Regions from separate parts of the Oryctolagus cuniculus genome. Here region 2 is linked to region 1. The links are chromatin contacts, called in public Micro-C maps. All regions are on one chromosome and are shown on one strand. The core of a region is the stretch at or near the end of the contact, and the rest is flanking DNA. Distances in the headings are between cores, read along the strand shown. Region 1 holds the start of COX5B (cytochrome c oxidase subunit 5B). Region 2 overlaps FAM178B (family with sequence similarity 178 member B).

Region 1 (5,135 bases), core at 1,425-3,924:
CTGGTCATTAGTTTCTAGATTTTTTTCCACATTCTGAACTCTGCTGCTGGTATCCCCAGGAACTCTTGCTTTCAACCTGGGATCCTTGCGAATTCAAAGGCACCTGCTGTCACAATGCCATCCTCTCTCGGATACCCTGAGGACCTACTATCCGCTAGGCTCTTATGTAATTTCTCAACACCTCACAAGACATCTGTTTTTCTGTAGATGTAACCAATCCTCAAAGGCGTGTCCAGAGTGACAGTCAACGGTGGAGCCTGATTCCACAGCCTGTCTTTTCCCCTGCACTAGGTGCTCCCAAGCACTGCATTCCGGGTTGTTAATCTACTTAATCTAAGCAGTGCACACTGGTTGTAGACTGTGAGTAGCAAGCTGGTATTAACAGAGAGCTATTCCCAATGTAAGAATCACCCACCCAAAAATATATGGGGGCCAGCACTGTGGCATAGCAGGTAAAGCCGCTGCCTGCAGTGCCAGCATCCCATATGGGCACCGGTTCAACTCCTGGCTGCTCCACTTCCGATCCAGCTCTCTGCTGTGGCCTGGGAAAGCAGTGGAAGATGGCCCAAGTCCTTGGGGTTTCCCACATGGGAGACCTGGAAGAAGCTCCTGGCTTCGGATCAGCACAGCTCTGGCCGCTGCAGACATCTGGGGAGTGAACCAGCGGATTGAAGACCTCTCTCTGCCTCTCTTTAACTCTGCCTTTCAAAGAAAAATAATAAATCTTACAAAAAAAAAAAAAGGAAAAGAAAACAAAGAAGTAAAGCCAGTCACCTACGGGAGGAGGAGCCAATACAATGGCTAATCTTTATTGGGAAGAAGAAACCTCACAGCACATTCTGATTAAGTTAGCGCAGGGGCTCAGTGGGCCAACTGGTGAGGCACCAGCTTATAATGGGTTCCACAGTTAGGGCATCGCTGGGTCTCGCCTTTGTGCAGCCAGAACCAGATGACAGCACTGTTGTCCTCTTCACCTGAAAGGACAAAAGGAGTTTGAAAGTCATCCGGTCTAAGAAGAGAGACTTTCAACATTGACCTTTTTTACCCAGACACCTCGGAGACAGAAATAAAACTGTGGCTGACATCTGAGGACATCAGTTCAAACTCTCCTCCCTACTCTCCAGATGAAGAACTGAGGCCCTGCATCTACCTGCACATATACCGACCTTACAGCAAGGTCACTGTAAGTTCTAGCAATACCCTTGCCTACACAGACTTCCAAACGGGGTCCACTCTGGTGTGCATCCCTGGGGCCTAAAACATTGCCCAAGATTTGTGAATGAAAATTCCATCTTCATCATGCACTTCCAGCCAGCCAGTCTTGCTGCTTGTTCCACACCTCTTTCCAGTAAGGATGACCTACTGCGTGAGAGCCAGGACTCTGGGAACAACTTAGTTATACACACATCCTCTTTACATTCATAGAGTTGCACACACACACACGAGATGTGAAGCAGCTTATAGCCGTCCCAAACAGAATATACTACTTAAATAGTTAAGAAAACGTGTCAGGGACTTACAGATGCAGCCCACTATTCGCTTGTTGGTGATGGAAGGGACTAAATTAGGGTCCTCCTTGGTGCCTGAAGCTGCCTTTGGGGGTAGCATATTGTATGGGTCCTGGAAAAAAAAAAAAAAAAGAATTACTCCACTATGCCATAAGACTTCTACCCTCCCGGAGCTGAGGCCTGCTCCCACAAGCCAGGCTGCCTGGATCAAATGCACGGAGAGGACTGGCGACTCCCCCGATTCCATCCCAGACCCATGAGCACCACAGAAGACACAGAAGGGAGCCCCTCCTCACCAGTCCCTTCCGCGCGGCCATCATGACCTCCCTCTCCAGCCCGGTGGCCTGTTCCTCATCGGTCGGGACACCACCTAAAGGAAGACACGTGCATTATGTCCTTTAGCGACCCAGACAGGAAAAGGCACGCTGCAAATGATCAAGACGGAAAACGCCACACACGAGCTCCTGTCTATGTTTTACTGGGCTCACGGGCTCCTAAAGGCTGCAGATACCCAGGATCCTCTAGGGACGAGCCCCAAAAGACCAGCACCAGCGGAAGCTTTGCTCTCTCCACACCTCCAACCACCAAAACCGATTTTTCGACATTTTTCTAAAAGCTGGTCAACCAGAGTCCACTCGGCTCAGAGTGGGCGCGGGTTTGAAGGGCAGCCCGGTCCCGCTCCATCCCGTTTGCAATCCCTGCCCTCCAAGGTCATCCGGCACCTCTGCTGAGGAGTCTTACTCTGCGGGGTCAGCTCGGTGGGCGGCAGTAGCGGAAGCCCGAAATGACAGGGCGACGCCCGCAGAGCTTGATGCACTCGGGGCCGAGAGGTGGCCACTGGGGCCCAGAGGGGCTGCAGAGCCCGACCCGCTTTCCTGCCCCAGCCCCAACCACCCCGGGAGAGCAACGACACCGGTCCCTTGCGCCGCGTACCTCCAGAAGCCATGGAGCGCACGGCAGCCGCTCCATTGGGTCCGCGGGCCCTCAGGGCCTGAGCAGCCAGCGCTCCAGCTCCGCGAAGTAACCTTGAAGCCATCACGCCCGCGACAAACAGCGCCACTTCCGGGAACAAGCTCTAGAGATGGGCGGGACTTCCGGGGGCGGGCTTCTTTCTCCTCCTGGTTAGTCTTCCGCTTCCTACCAGCTCCCGAGTCCACGTGACGGTTTCGTGGGGGAGATTGCGCATGCCCAGCACTGCAAAGACGCGGGTTCGGGCCCCGTCAATGGCGGGTCTTTAGGTTTGGTTTTTGGTAACCCTGGGGTTTGGACAATTCAGTGACCCAGCCGAATGGGAGTTGCTGTGCGTCTTACCTGATGGTTGGGTCACTGAGGAGGCTGCGGACGGAAGTCTTTAAGTCAGCGTCTGTCAGGAGACTTGCGTTAGTACCAATTACTTATACAGGTGTACTATGTAGGGTAATGAGCCCCCTGGTGATGAGCAGGAGGCTAGAGCCAGAGGTGGCCGCTCCCAGGACCAAGGCCCTTTGATGATATGAGGTGAGGGAGTGACCCTTCCGCGGGTTATTAACTAAGGAAAAGATGAGGGGAGGAGAGGAGCAGGAAGGGGAAGTGATAATGGGAAGTGGAGTCGCAGAACGCACTGTGTGGCCAGAGTTCTGTTTAAAACCGACAACATCCTCCAATAACTCCCCGTTTACCTTCAGGCTTAGGGTGGGCATGGAGAGCCTTGGGAAACGCTTTCCTCCTTGTCGACTCCTCGCCGCTTGGTTCGCATCAAGTGTTAGCAAGTCTGCGGTTCCCTACCAGATGGAAAATCCCTTCAGAGTGGAAATGATACCGCATCATCGTGGAGTTACGTATCTTGCAGAGGCCTGGCATATATAGCATTTTTAGTACTTGGACGGAGGATACAGGATCGGTTTATAGGGCAATTTGAGGCAGGTTGGAGAGTGGAGGTCCCATACGGGTTATGATACTCAAAAGGACCTCCTCCTTCAGGGGAGCTCATGTGGTCTTCCTGGGTGCCCTTTCCACCAAGGGGAGAAAAATGGTCTCTATCCTGAGACCAGACTTGACTTGATCCTCTTCAAAGGTGGGTTTTGCTTTGAGTGTTGCCCCCTTCTTCCTACATCCACTGCAACTCCTCTAGATTACACAGAAGGGAAGTTATTTAAAACCAAGGAATGGTCCCCAAGGATCTATCGTTGATTTGTACCTGTGGTTTGGTGTTTGGTGAGAAAAAAAATCATTGGTCTGGAAAACAGCTGGCCCTACCAGGCAGCTCAGTCCGATTTTGTTTTGTTTTGTTTTCTCTTTTTGGCCACCTTGTCCTAATCAGTGAAACGATAATCAGATGAGGATACTGTTTTCCGAAGTACTCTATGGAATCCAAGGCTCAAGATGTGCGGTCAGAAAAAAGGAATTGGCCAAGATAGGACAGTCCTGCTTGTGAGGACCACCCTCTTGGACGTGCAAATCAACATGTTAAAGGCTCTGCAGCAAAGAACTCTGCTTCGCAGTTTCTTAAGCTGGACTTTTCCTGTCTTAGCCACAAAAGGCTTTCGTGGGGAGCACCTACTAACCTGCTCCTGAGCAGGCCGGTGGGACAGTCAGCTCTGATGTGTTAGGAGTCCCTGCTGCCTGACACAGATGGTTTGCTCCAAGCTAGAAGTTAGGAATTGAATTGGGGCTTGTTCCACACATAGTGAGCCCTCGTCCAGGGCTCCACTTCTCCCCGGGACTATTCAGATTGTGCGGGTGAGCTCTAAAATCAGATCCTCTCCCACCCCTGCTGCCTCCAGCGCCTGCCACCCTCACTCACACCCGTGCCCCTGAGGTTTCCTGGGGGAGCAGTTGGCCACTCCTGCTCCATCATTGGCTTTGCCTAAATGAACTTTTTTTTTTGCCTTTACAGGCTAATTTTTAGTTGCAAAAATAAATGCTTATTATACTAAGTCCACACAGACACAGTAAGGAAAAGGTTAAGAATTTGGTGTTTATCTTCTCTTCTCTGTGCCGGTTTCTCAACCTCAGCGTGACTGACACGTGTAGAGGGGAGGGGTGAGGCTGCCCAGTGTGTGTTTTAGGATTTAGCAGCTATGCCATTAGTGTTTGACAACTAAAAATGTCATTAGTCATCTTGTCCCCCTGGGGGACCAAATCACACTTGCTTGAACATATTGCTCTATACCTGCGTTAACATATTCAAAGAAACACACCTATATAGGAAGTTTCCTAAAATTACACAAACGTAGCCGGGTAGGCATTGGGCGCTGTGGTTAACATGCAACCTGTGATGCCCTGCATCCTATATCAGAGTGCCTGAGTTCAAGTCCTAGTTCCAGTTCTGATTCCAGTGTCCTGCTAATGTGCACACTGGAAGGCAGCAGGTGATGGCCCAAGTACTTGAGTTCCTGCCACCCTTGAGAGACCCAGATTGAATTCCAGCCTCCGGACTTCGGCTGGATCCAGCCCTGGCTGTTGTAGGCATTTGGGGAGTGAATTAGCAGATGAAATGTGTCTCTGTCTATCTGTCTCTACCTCTCTGCCTGCCAAAATAATAAATGAAAATATACAAATTTGGTAAAATGTGTTTTTTTCTTTGACCACTTTAGAAGTTATTGCTAATTTTTTTTTCATTTCATAAAATATCTTGTGGACATCTGC
Region 2 (5,135 bases), core at 778-3,277, 55 kb after region 1:
CCTTAGTAAATGCCTCAGTTTCCCTCTCCATCAAAGTGTGCCACACAGAAGTATACTTAAAACACTGTGAGAGGCCAACGCTGTGGCGCAGTGGGTAAAGCTGTTGCCTGCAGTGCTGGCATCCCATATGGGCACTGGTTTGAGTCCCGGCTGCTCCACTTCCGATCCAGCTCTCTGCTATGGCCTGAAAAAGCAGTAGAAGATGGCCCAAGTCCTTGGGCCCTTGCACCCATGTGGGAGACCTGGAAGAAGCTCCTGGCTCCTGGCTTCGGATCAGTCCAGCTCCGGCCGTTGCGACCATCTGGGGAATGAACCAGCAGATGGAAGACTCTCTCTCTCTCTCTCTCTCTCTCTTTCTCTCTCCCTCCCTCCCTCCCTCTCTCTTTATAACTCTGCCTTTCAAACAAATAAATAAATCTAAAAAAAAAAAAAGCCACTGTGAGGGAGGCTGGCAATGGATTAAGCTGCCACCTGCAATGCTGCCATCTCATATGGGTCTGGTTCAAGTCCTGGCAGCTCTACTTCTGATGCAGCTCCCTGCTAATGATCCTAGGAAAGCAACAGAAAATGACCCAAGTGTTTGGGCTCCTGTCATCCATGTGGGAGACCCAGATGGAGTTCCAGGCTCCTGGCTTCAACTGGCCCAGCCCTGGGCCATTGCAGCCATTTGAGGAGTGAACCAGCGGATGGAGGATCAATCTCATTGTCGCTCTCACTCTCTGTAACTCTGCCTTTCAAACAAATGCATAAATCTTTTAAAAAGGGTTGGGGGGGGGGACCAGGAATGTTCCTGGAAAGCCCTTGTGACAAGCAGGCAAGTTTGATGAGGGCACCTCGTGTCGAGGACTGGAAAAGCCTATTAGCTCTTGGAGCGGCTGCGACGTGACCATCTCCCATGGACCTCCCTTAACCTCGCTGCCTGTCCCCCAGCTCCTCGCAGGCCCAGCAGCTCTCCTTCCTGCACCACGGCCTCCTGAGCAACCTCTACCTGCACAGGACCAGCTGCCCGGTGCCCCTTCTGCAGTGGCTGTTCCAGGTGAGGACCAGACCAGCCGCTAGGTGGCGGGAGTGCAGCAGCCTCCTAGCTGGGGCCAGCCTGCAGGCGGGAGGAGCTGGGCTGGGCATTAACCTTGTCCTGCCAAGTCTGGGGCTGAGGGCAGAGGAGGGAGGAAAGCTGATGGGGAGTTAATCCTCACGGGGACCCAGGTGTGGCCTCAGCCTCTGCCTCCCACTCGGTGTGCACCTCTCCGGGTGTTGCCTGTGCCACCCAGAAGCCTAGCTTAGCTTTCCGGAGGGGCCTGGCGCTCCCAGTGGACTTGAAGTCCAACCCCTCAGTGTGTGGATCCATGCTTCCCCAACGAGGGCTCCTGTTGTGTCAAAAATCTCTTCCCCGGCCACCAAGGTCCCCTAGCTGATAGGCAGCCCCCTGGGGCAGGGGGGTGCCCACAGATTTAAAGCCGAGGGTGCTGGTGGGTCGGAGGGCTTGCTTCCTGTCTGCTGTTAGTCGGCCAGAGAAACCTGCAGCTGCGGTCTCTTCCCTCCTGGTTGTCTTTGGAACATTTTGCCTTGGGGGAACATCCACCCTGCCTGGGGCTTGCAACTTTTGGAGAGACAGAGACAGTAAAAACCCAGCAGGGACGGGCCCAGGAACCAACTGCTACAATCTGAATGCCTGGCATGAGGATGCCTGCCTGGCCTGGGCCCCCTCCCAGGGCCCCTGGGGATGGGCTGGTCACAAGTTCCAGCTCGTCCTGTTGCTGCCAGTTGGAGCCTGGACCCCAGCTGTAAATCACAGCCACTGTGCAGGGCGGGTTCAAGGAAGTCCTCCCCCTCGGCAGGCTGGCCACACTCCAGGCAGAGCCCTCCAGCTCCTTCTGCTTCCCCCCACCCCCAGCCCCCAGCCCTGGGGCCGCCTTCGTGCGCTGGTCTGCTGCAGAGGAGAAAGACCCCAGGCTCCTGGGGCCCTGGTGTGGCCCTTGCTCTCGTGTCCCTCTCCCCCCACGGCCTGGTGGGAGTGGATGGGGAGGAACAGGGAACAGTGTGTCCATTATTCTCAGCCCAGCCAGGACAGCTTCTCTCTGCTCCTTGCACAGCAGATGACGAAGCACACAATTAGGCATTGGGAGACACAAAGAGCCCAACTGAGAGGGCGCCCACAGAGGGGCCTTGTGTGACCCTGACACGGCGTGGAGTGCCCTTCCTCTTGGGGGGATCAGTCTCCATGAGGTCCTGGGACCCCAGAGCCTCCCCCAAGACAAGGTCAAGCTTGGTCACCTGTGGGTGTGTTCCTTAGCATCTGCCCTGTGCTCCGATGGCCCCATGTGCAAGTGAAGTGCGTAACCCTCGCAGACCGCCCTGGCCACTGCTCGGCCCAGGGCCTGGCATTGTCAGCGGGTGGAGGCCCCGGTTCACGCTCCATCCCCCACCACGGCGGAAGCCAGGTTGGCAAGAGGGGTGCCCTTGGCTTTGGGAGACCTCTGGGCAGTATGCTCCGCGCACTTCAGAAGCTTATATAGTTAGTGAGGACTCTGGCTGCAAGAGGTAGAAATCCAAGAAGGGCCCCCCTGCAGCCTCCTGGGGAGGAGAGCAAGAACGGTCCTGGGGATCCCAGGACAGGGATGTGGGTGGCTCTCGGGTGGAGCTGGAACCAGGATGGGGAAGCATCAGGAAGCTGGACCAGCCTCCGCTTCTCTCTCCTCCCCGGGGGGCTCCCTGGCCAAGCAAGACCAGGCTGTGTCCACAAATCTGAGTCCCCAGGAAGGACAATATAGTTTTCCTGAGAGGATTAAATGGTCCCCTGGTCCAGTCAAGGCAGCTGGGTGAGCGGGGCTGCAGGAGCCTACACGGACACCTGGGGTCCATCCTGGGAGCTGGGGGTGGTGAGTCAGAGCTCTCCAGCTCTGCTCAGTCCACTGCGTTCTTGGAGAGGCCATGCTGAGTTCCCCTGGGGTCTTGGTCCTGCTGCCCCCGCCCCCCAGAGGCTTCAGCCGATGTTCTCTCGGGGAACAGGCTTCAGCCACAGTGCTCTTGACTTCCGTGGGCTTGTCCACCTCGTGTGGACCTTCCAGGTGAGCCTCACCAGGGAGGATGGGCACGAGCAGGTAGCGTATATCCTCAGTGAGTTTCTAGAGAGTCGAGTGTTCGGCTGTAGAAGTTACAAGAAGTCACAGAGGAATGGACCCCGAGGCAGTGGCTTCCCTGCGAGTGCCCCAGCTGTGACGGGGAGGGCAGTAGATCCAGCAGAGGGAGGGGCTGTGCAGCAGGAGGGGTCCCCGACAGTCCTGAGGGGCTCTGCAATCCGGTGACCCTTTCGGGTAGCCTGAGTTGAAGTGAGGGCTCCAGGCCCTCAGACCCCAGCATCAGCCTGTCACCAGACACAGGCTGCACTTGGAGAGGTCATACTCTCGGGCCAGGTCCAGGAGTGGCATTCAGCCCTCGGGCACTCCAGAGCCACTGTGTCTGAAAGGGGGAGTTCCCTACAGCACCCACCACAGCTGTGAGCTCTCAGGAACCCCGCCCCGAGGCCTGGCCCCGACTGTGTGTCCCCAGTCAAGGTGGCACTGTGGGTGGGTGCTGGGTACTTGTTTGTGCCCACATCCCCGGCGCAGGACACACTGACTCCAGGAGCATTCAAATAAGGATCCCTGTTGTCTGGAGTTGTTTGAGGTTGTGGATCTGCACTCAGGACCAGGATTTTCCACGCCAGTGGTCTCAGATGACTGTGAAAGTAAAGCACTGACCCGGAAACAATTCGAGGATCCCAGAGCGGGGCCAACCTGGTCCTGCCCAGCTGACTGCGGTTGGTCAGTGCTTGCAAGCTCCTTCTCTCCTCTACGCTGGCCCCCGCCCTGCAGGGACATGGAGGTGACCGCAAGGAGTGAAAAGCCAGAAGGCCCCAGACCCTCCCAGAGGGAGGTGGACAGAGAAGGGAGTTTCAAGTCCCACGGACCTGGCTTTCACTCCTGGGTTAGCAACTAACGGGCTGCGTGACCCGAGGGGAGTTGCTCGACCCCCAAGCATGGTTTCCTCATCTGGACGATGACAGCAGTGACCACATCCTCCTCCCACGTGGCCTAGTGAGGATGAAATGGGATTTATTTAATGCGGGGTAGTGGAAAGGCATTGCCTTTGTGCCTTAGAAATGACCCTGCTCACCTGTTTTGTTTTTGTTTTTGTTTTTGTTTTTCTCCTAGCTTCTGACATGGCCTCCAGAAACGTCTTCGAGAGCCTTTGATCTCCTCTGGGACCTGAGTGTGGATGGGCTTTTCCGTCAGTCTGGTCAGTACCTGGTGCAGGGTGGAAGACTGGCGCCCTTGGCCCCGTACAGCACACGGCTGTCAGTGCCCCAGAGCCCAGCACAGAGGGAGGGGCTGGTGGCGACATCAGAGCCATCTTCGGCCCTGGCTCCAGCATTAGTAAAAAACTGAGCTGGCAGGCTCATTGGCACCTTGGTCCGGCCTCAGATCCTGGTCTCCGAGGCCAAGTCCAGGCTGACCTCACAGTCTCCTGGGATTCCAGAGCAGTCTAAAAATTTGGGTTCACACTGGGGTAGTCTCTGGTTCGAGGGGGACAGAGCATGCCTGGGAGGGTTCCAGGAACACATCCACAGAATCAGACCAGCTGCCAGGGTTGGCGGCACCGACGGGAAGCACCTGAAGCTCACCGCCCTCCCCACCACTGGCAGCCTCCCTCGGCTACTCGAGCAGCAGTGGTCCAGGCTGAAATGGGAGCCTCCAGTCTGTCCCTTGGCCCTGTCGTCTGGGGGGAACATGTTTAATTCATCTTTACTCCTTAAGATGTCAGAGTTCCAGGGAGCCATTAATTTTCCTCTTAGCGACTGCACCCTTCCCAGGCTGTCATCACTTGGCACCTAAACTTAGACACTTTGGCACCAAAAAATATCAAGTAACCATCTGAAAGTTGCTGGCGGTCCAGGGTGAAAGGGATTCCTGGGTGCCCAGGCCCCGCCTGTACCGAAGCTGTAGTCTACCTCTCTCTCCCTCTCTCCCTCCTTCCCTCCCTCCCTCCAGGGCACAAGACCACAGGACTCTGAAGGCTACGGGCATAGTTGCAGGGTGCACTGTGCACCCCAGCCCTGTGAGCTTCAAGAGCTGGCTGAGCTGGGGGCTATCTGT

The links. A called contact is a pair of places that touch in the nucleus more often than the background predicts.
Region 2: a contact with region 1 is called in a Micro-C map of ear pinna, with 3 times the contacts expected there. The contact joins the enhancer-like site here to the promoter of COX5B in region 1. A contact is called at or near these places in 2 of 6 Hi-C or Micro-C datasets (ear pinna and an unstated tissue).

What each region holds. Positions count from the first base shown.
Region 1 is chr2:110,723,133-110,728,267 of mOryCun1.1, forward strand. COX5B (cytochrome c oxidase subunit 5B) reads right to left here and starts at 2,675. Exons shown (of 4, transcript XM_002710006.5): 1 at 2,442-2,675; 2 at 1,805-1,878; 3 at 1,521-1,620; 4 at 776-974. The coding sequence starts at 2,544. The coding sequence ends at 862.
Region 2 is chr2:110,779,189-110,784,323 of mOryCun1.1, forward strand. FAM178B (family with sequence similarity 178 member B) reads left to right here. Exons shown (of 17, transcript XM_051835736.2): 6 at 931-1,036; 7 at 4,194-4,278. Among named protein-coding and RNA genes, the nearest start is that of FAM178B, 43 kb to the left of the region's middle. Within about 2 kb of position 2,028, at least 2 of the 8 cell types and tissues checked have an H3K27ac peak or open chromatin away from gene starts, as enhancers often do. A contact at or near this core is called in ear pinna, where this site is marked.